2 separate regions of the Sus scrofa genome follow, and region 2 is linked to region 1. The links are chromatin contacts, called in public Hi-C maps. All regions are on one chromosome and are shown on one strand. Each heading gives the region's core, a stretch centred on a gene start, on an enhancer-like site or on the middle of the called end of the contact. The rest is flanking DNA. Distances are from core to core; before and after follow the strand shown. Region 1 holds the start of NXPH4 (neurexophilin-4). Region 2 holds the start of STAC3 (SH3 and cysteine-rich domain-containing protein 3).

Evidence for each region. A called contact is a pair of places that touch in the nucleus more often than the background predicts.
Region 2: a contact with region 1 is called in a Hi-C map of retroperitoneal adipose tissue, with 2.0 times the contacts expected there. The contact joins the promoter of STAC3 here to the promoter of NXPH4 in region 1. A contact is called at or near these places in 1 of 5 promoter capture datasets (liver), 28 of 47 Hi-C or Micro-C datasets (adipocytes, alveolar macrophages, blood and 16 more) and 2 of 2 datasets of contacts at active chromatin or transcription factors (alveolar macrophages and skeletal muscle).

What each region holds. Positions count from the first base shown.
Region 1 is chr5:22,521,022-22,524,467 of Sscrofa11.1, forward strand. NXPH4 (neurexophilin-4) reads left to right here and starts at 1,911. Exons shown (of 6, transcript XM_003355482.3): 1 at 1,911-2,127. The coding sequence starts at 2,068.
Region 2 is chr5:22,554,030-22,557,581 of Sscrofa11.1, forward strand. It overlaps STAC3 (SH3 and cysteine-rich domain-containing protein 3), which reads right to left and starts at 2,301. Exons shown (of 12, transcript XM_021091829.1): 1 at 1,970-2,301; 2 at 916-1,080; 3 at 370-637; 4 at 30-127. The coding sequence starts at 981.

The sequences.
Region 1 (3,446 bases), core at 661-3,160:
AAAAACTCTCCACCTGGCAAGGATGGCAGAGAGTCCTAAGACAGAGATGGGGAAGAAAGAGGGGGCAGAACCAGAGGCTGATACAGACAGAATGAGAGACAGACACAGACAGGGAGGGGTAGGGGTGTGTGTGTAGAGGGAGAGAGCTGTGACCTGACACTAGCAAGAGGAGGAGAAATGGGGTGGGTCAGGACTCCAGAAGATCCAGACTCTTGATGAGCTTCTGTCCTGGGTCCCCTGTGTCTGAGTGTGCCCACCCACTACCACTTCAGCAACCCCTGTGCTCAGCGCCCAGACTCAGGATTCTGGATGGAGCCCTGAGGCCTTGAGCCTAGCCGTTCCTGCCCCTTCCTGCCTTCCTCTCTGCCCCACCTACACCAAGATTCCTGCCTACCGACTTCTGTCTATCTTTCTGGGTGTCTCTGTATCCACCTCATCTTCTCAGCATTCCTGATCCTTGTTTTTGTGTCTGTAACATCCCTCTATTTGTCTGTTTGTATGTGCCTGGGCTTGTCTCTTGGACTGCCAGTGCCAGCGACCACCTACATGTGTGTCCATCTCTGTGGATGCTTACCTCTCTGCCAAGGCAAGAAAGGTGGGGTTGGCTCTGAGTACCTGGCTGGGCATGCTTGTCTCTTGGTGCAAGTGTGCATTAGTCTCACACTGAGTGTGTCCATCTGCGTGAATCAGCTCTCTAGGCATGTGTGTGTGTGTGTGTGTGCACGTGTGTATGGATCCGGTCTCTATGTGACTGTGTTCCACTCCCCCTGAAGGCTCACCTCTATGGTGTGGCCTGCCCCTCTGAATGCACCTGCATGCATGCCTGGGGGTGTGTGTCGGTGTCTCCAGATACGCGGATATGCGTCTGTCTCTCTATCTCTTTGCTTGTCCCTATCTCTCGCTGTCTAAGTGTCGGTCATACCACAACCTCAGCCACAGCCTCAGTGCATAGCAACAGCTGACAGCTGAAGACTCCCCGGGCAGGAGAGAGAGACTAGGGGGAGGAGGGAGCCTATGAAGACACAGCCAAGAAGATAGGGACAGAGACGGGGACAGAGACAAGGACAGAGTCAGAGAAGGAAGGGGACAGGGATGGAGAGGAGCTGATGATGAAAGATGGGACACCAGGAGGAAAGGGATGGAGATTGCACCAAGGGGCCGGCGCTGAGGGGGACTTCCTGCCCAATGTCTCCCACGTAGGAATGCTCTGGGATGTGCCCGGAGTCAGCTGTCGGGGGCGAGGGGCAAAGGTGAACAGCCTGGTCTAGCGGAGGGGTCCTGAGACTGCGGAGGTGCCTCGAGGGCGGGGGTGGGGGCGGCGGGCGCCGTTTGTCAGCCCTATTGACAGACGTGATGGGGTTTCCGTCCGTGATCAATGATTCTCATCTCCGGGCCGAATGAGCCGCGGGGCGCCCATCCATCCCCGTCAGCGCTGCGCGCCGGCAGTCGCCCGAGGCCCCGCCCGCCCTCACCTTGGCCCCTGCCCTGCTCCTGCCCCGCTCCTGCCCCGGGACCCTCCTGGGCCCGAGCATCGAAAGGACTCGGGGCTCTGAGAGACCCTGGTCTTGTTGGGCCGCTGAGACTCGCCAGGCTCCTGCTTCGCCGTGCCCGGCTTCGGGGACACGGTGCTGGAGCCCCGAGCCCCACGCCAGGCCCTATTCCTCCGCGGTGCACAGACCCAGCCTCTCGGGTACACTGTTCCTGAGCCCCTCGATCCTCTCCTCTTCGCACCTGGGCGGGGGCGTGTCTGGGGCGTGTCGGGGTGAAAGTCACCTTCGGTGCCCCCAGCTGGGCGGGAGGGGGCGCGCGGGGCGCGGTCGGGATTGGAGCGCCGCGGAGCCCCGCCCCCCCGCCCGCCCGAGTCCGACCCAACTTTCTCCCCCGCCCGCGCCCCGCCCCCAGCGCGGCGCTCCGCTCCTCTCCCCGCTCAGTCCGCGGGCCGTGCCGCCTGCTCCCGCCGCTCCGGCAGCCACCCCGCGGCGCGCCCGCCGGGGTCCCCTTGCTCTCAGGTCTGGCTCCTGCCTGCCCGGGACCCGCCCCGCCCGCCCTGCCCGGCCGCTCGGGAAGATGCGGCTGCTGCTGCCGGAATGGCTCTTCTTGCTCTTTGGCCCGTGGCTCCTGAGGAAGGTAAGGGCAGCCCGGCGGTAGCTCGAGTGCGGGGGTCCAGGACACAGAGGTCCCGGCGTGCTAGGGGTTCTGCGCGCCCGCCCCGTCCCCCGCGCGGAGCATCCCAACTTTGCCCGGCGTGGGGAACGCGGACAGACAGACTCCCGATTCAGGACAGGCGCTCTCCCAGCTCAAGTTGGCTGAGGGTCGGGGAGGGTGCTAGGGTGGAGGCCCGGCTCGGATCGCGCTCCGGGAGCGGCGGGGGAGGGGACGAAGCTCGACCCGCGAGTGCGCCAGACAGAGCGGGAGTGCGAGACAGACAGACAAGCCAGCAGGGTGTCAGCCTTGCCGTCTTTCCGCGCCAACCTCGCTCGCCTTCCTCGCTGTCTGTCCTTCCACCTCTCCACCCCCACCTTCCCCTTTCAATCCTCTGCTCTTGTCACAATGCCAGGTGGGCACTGTGGTGTTGTTCTGAGCATACACGGGCCGAACACACGCGCGCACACACGGACTCACACAGATACCGCCGAACTTGGCTACAATCTCCCATCACATTTCCCGCGGAGACACCATCTCCCCTGCACAACCTCACAGACACACCCCTCTCTCGCGCCTGGCGGGAAGGGGGTGGGGGCTGTCTGGAAAGAGAGTCTTTCCTCCCGTCCTCTCCTCACCCCCTCCTCCCTAAGCTGCCTCTTTCCCTGAGGCTCCAAGGCGAAGACACAGAGGCTAAGGGGACCCAGACTTCATCTGCCTCCCTCCCGACTTGCAGGCTTCAACTCCTGTACACTGTGTGCTCATATGTGCTGCTGTGGAGTGTGTGGGTCAAAGCATGCACCTGTGTGTGCCTGTGACCGGGGCAGCCAGGCCTGTGTGTCTAGTGCTGGGGTCCAAGGTGTGGGTACACTGGTGAGGTGTGTGGTGGTGACTCAGAAGGGGTGAGTGCAAGTGCAACCATCTGTTTGTGCCCCACTGTGAGTCCCACAATGGGGGCCTGGGCCCTAGACCCTTGTCTTCTTCCACCAGGTCCCCTGCCCCTGACTTTCCTGTTTCCAACATCCCAACTGTGACCTACCCAGTTTTGAGGCAGACAGGTGGCTCCCTAAACCCCTACTCCCTGAACCCCCAGCCCCAGCGCCTGCAGAGTCTAGAAGGGGTGTAGTTCTCCCCCACACACACTTGGCCCCCCACCTGCTCAGCCAGATTGCACTCAGCAGCTCCAGCAGGGCAAGGGCTGCCCTAGGGAAGCTGGCGATGGAGCGCCCTGATTCTCCCAAAGCCTCTTGGTGACCTTGAGGGGCTGGAAGGTGGGCCAAAGAGCCCCCTCCACAAAAACTGCG
Region 2 (3,552 bases), core at 1,051-3,550, 33 kb after region 1:
TACTTTCTTGCTCCCCAGAGCCTACTCACGATCTTGCCGAAGCATCTCTGCATCTCCACGTAGGACTGACAGTGTTCGTGGATGTTAGTTTTGCAGTTCTTACAGCGAAGCCCAAATTTGTTGTTGACTTGGGAGATGGGGAGAACATTTGCGTGAGGTTCCTGATTGCCCTTTCCCTTCCTAACACTGCTGCTACTCTAGTTCTCAGGTCCCTTTTCAGTATAGGACCTGACACTCTCCATCTCTGCAGTAGTTTCTTAAAGCTAAATCTTGCCACAGCCTATCTGATGTACAAATACTCCTCTCCTAAATCCTTTCCCCTGCCCCCTGCCTTTGGCATCACACTCTCCACTTCCCTCTGTGACTCACGCACAATCATCCGGGCGCAGACGTCACAGAACTTGGGCTTCTTGAAGAAGTGATCTTTGAATTTGTGGGGCTTATCATTGACAAGCTTGGGAGGTTCTGGGAGTGGTTCTTCTTCCTCTTCCTCCTCTTCTTCCTCTTCCTCATAGATGTAGTAGATGGGCCCACCCCCAGCTCCCACTGCCTCCCCATTGGCCTGGGGCTCTGGGGGAAGCTCCATCTCCTTTGTCCCTGTAGACTCCTTCCTAAATAACTGCTTCAGCCGCTGTAGCTGAGGGAGGGAAGGAAGGAAGGAGGGAAGGAAGGAAACCCAGTGTTAAAGGAACTGTCTTGCTTTTTAGAGTAGGTCAGGCTGAAGCTAACTAGACATTCTTCAAGCTTGGGGCAAGGGGCACACCCCAGGATTAGGGGGTCCTGGGGCCTGTAGGTGCTAGCTAGCATTTGAACAATACATGAATCGTATACAAGTGAGATCAATTCAAGCAATTTTCTTCAAGACTGCAGTGGCTTCCCAGCTCCCCATACCCCATGGTCAAGGCCCAGACTCACCCCACTTTGCCGAGTCTCTCCTGGGAAGGAGGGCTTATGGGACTCCAGCACCTCCTTTTCTGTCATCCTGCAAGAGGTTGACCTCACTATGAAATCTAATCTCTGAATGACATTCTTCCCCCCTTGTTCCTGTCCCTTGCAGTAGGGTGGTCCTTGAAGGGGAGGCTTTGGGAGAAATTTGGTTAAACAGAGATTCTTTCACAGACAGGGGCAAGGAGCAGAAAGATTCCAGAAAGGCCCAGAGAAAAGCCCAACAGACAAAAGAACTTCCCTACCAACTCCTTAAACCAATGACCATCCTTCTATCCTGATGGGCAACCCCAGAGTTTACTGCCCTGAGACAGTGCACAAGGCTGTGTGGTTTAGGCATTTTCCTACAAGCACTTTGTTTCTCTTGGGAATCTGTGGGCTTTGGTTTTTATTTATTTATTTTTGTCTTTTTCTAGGGCTGCACTCGTGGCATAGGGAGGTTCCCAGGCTAGCGGTCTAATTAGAGCTGCAGCTGCCGGCCTACACCACAGCCGCAGCAATGCCGGCTCCTTACCCCACTGAGCAAGGCCAGGGATCAAACCCGCAACCTCATGGTTCCTAGTCGGATTCGTTAACCACTGAGCCATGATGGCAACTCCAAGGGAATCTGTGGGCTTTAGAAATGTGACACACACCTTCCCAGATCCCCTTTCAAGAGGTTTAATGTGCATGTCCACAAGTGCGCATAGAGGGATGGGCTGGGGACATTTGTTCTCTCCTACCTTTCTTGAGCTCAGGGGCCCGGTGCCTAGTTCCCTAGTTCCCAGCCTGCCTCAGGCTTCAGCTATTTTAAGTTTTCAGAGTAATATGAGACTTTCCTTCCCTTACTACTCTACTCCCCTGACCCCACCCCCACCCTACCCTTCAATCCTAACTCTTGTCCTGGAGTAGCTTAATAATTTCACTCCTAAAACCCAAACTACTCACAGACAATGAGAGAAATGAAGAAGCTGAATAGACTACGGATTGGGGAAGCTGGGGTGAGAAGTCCTGGAAACGCAAAGAGGATGAAGAGGCAACTTACGTTTGGGATTCCCTAAGTCAGTCCACAGTCTGTGGAGAAAAGAGGGAGCCCCTGGGGTCTTGATGGTGGTGCTGGGGGAGGACTGGTCCTCTTCCTTGGGGGCTAAGCCCCCCCAGTACCCTCTGTACTCACACCAGCTACCCAGACGGTATTTGTAGACCTCCTAGCCTCTCGCCTTGGTGTCAGAGCTGAAATGACAGGGCTGGAGGAAAGTGGACAGCTGAGCGACACAGCTGACACAGAGAAATTGGACACGAGGAGGTCTGGGCAGGGCTGGACCCTAACTCCTCCCATCCCCCCACACTGCTGTTGCTTGGTTTTTCATCCACGGTGTGCAGTTCAGCATTGGCTAAACTCAGGAGGGGACAGTGTCCATGCTGGACACTTGCGTGGCTGATTTTAGATGACTTACAAACAGCCTTATCCATCCCCTTTCCCCCAAGGTCTCAATACCTCCCCGATTCTCCCCTCCTTGAACCTGTTTTAGGAACTAGCCTTTGACTTCTTAGCCATTGTCTTCTTGTGGTCCCTGTCTTGTTTTTATACCCTCAAGCATCGATCTAGGCTCCAACAGTAAGAAAGCTTGGAAACTGGTCAAGAAAGGATAATTTGGATTTCCAGAGCTCAGCCAAACTAGATTGCCTTTTTTTTTTTTTTTTTTTTTTGGCCGTGCTCACGGCATGCATAAATTAATTCCCGGACCAGGAATTGAACCCATGTCACAGCAGCAACCAGAGCCATAGAAGTGATAATGCCGGGTCTTTAAACCACTGAGCCACTAGGGATCTCCTAGATGGCCTTCCTGCCCATGAGCAGTGGCTGCTATCTGGTAAGGCAGTGACGACACGCAGTATTGCTTTGTTCCCTCCAGCTGCCCCCAGAGATCTTTTCCCTATTTCTCTAAAGTCTTGTCCTCAGGGTGAAAGGAATTCTAAGAGCTATTTTAAAAAGTCAGGCTGGGACTTCCACCTGAGGGTCTCTGAGGGAGTGAGGGTCCAATGATCACAGAGATGGTTTCATTAACATTGCACAGAAGGCAAGAGTTGTCACATTGGGAGTTTTTATCATCTGTAAGTAAGTCTCCTTCCTCATGGGAGCTGCAAACTCTTGGAGACAGGATGGCCAAGCCTCACATTTCCTTCATCATTCTGACTCCCTGATTCCTTCTCTTTCTGATGATGTCCTGGCATATGAACTGATGGGTCAATGAGATAGTTGGCATTCTTTTTTTTGGAGGGGGGTCTTTTTAGGGCTGCACCTTCGGCATATGGAAATTCCCAGGCTAGAGTCAAATTGGAGCTGCAGCTGCCAGCCTATACCACACCACAGTCACAGCAACGTGGGATCCGAGCCTTGTCTGTGACCTACACCACAGCTTACAGCAACACCGGATCCTTTGACTCAATGAGTGGGTCCAGGGATGGAACCTGCATCCTCAGGGACATTAGCTGGGTTCATTACTGCTGAGCCACAACAGGAACTCTGATATCTGGCATTCTTTTTTTTTTTTTTTTTTTTTTTTTTTTGTCTTTTTGCTATTTCTTGGGCCGCTCTCGCGGCATATGGAGGTTCCCAGGCTAGGG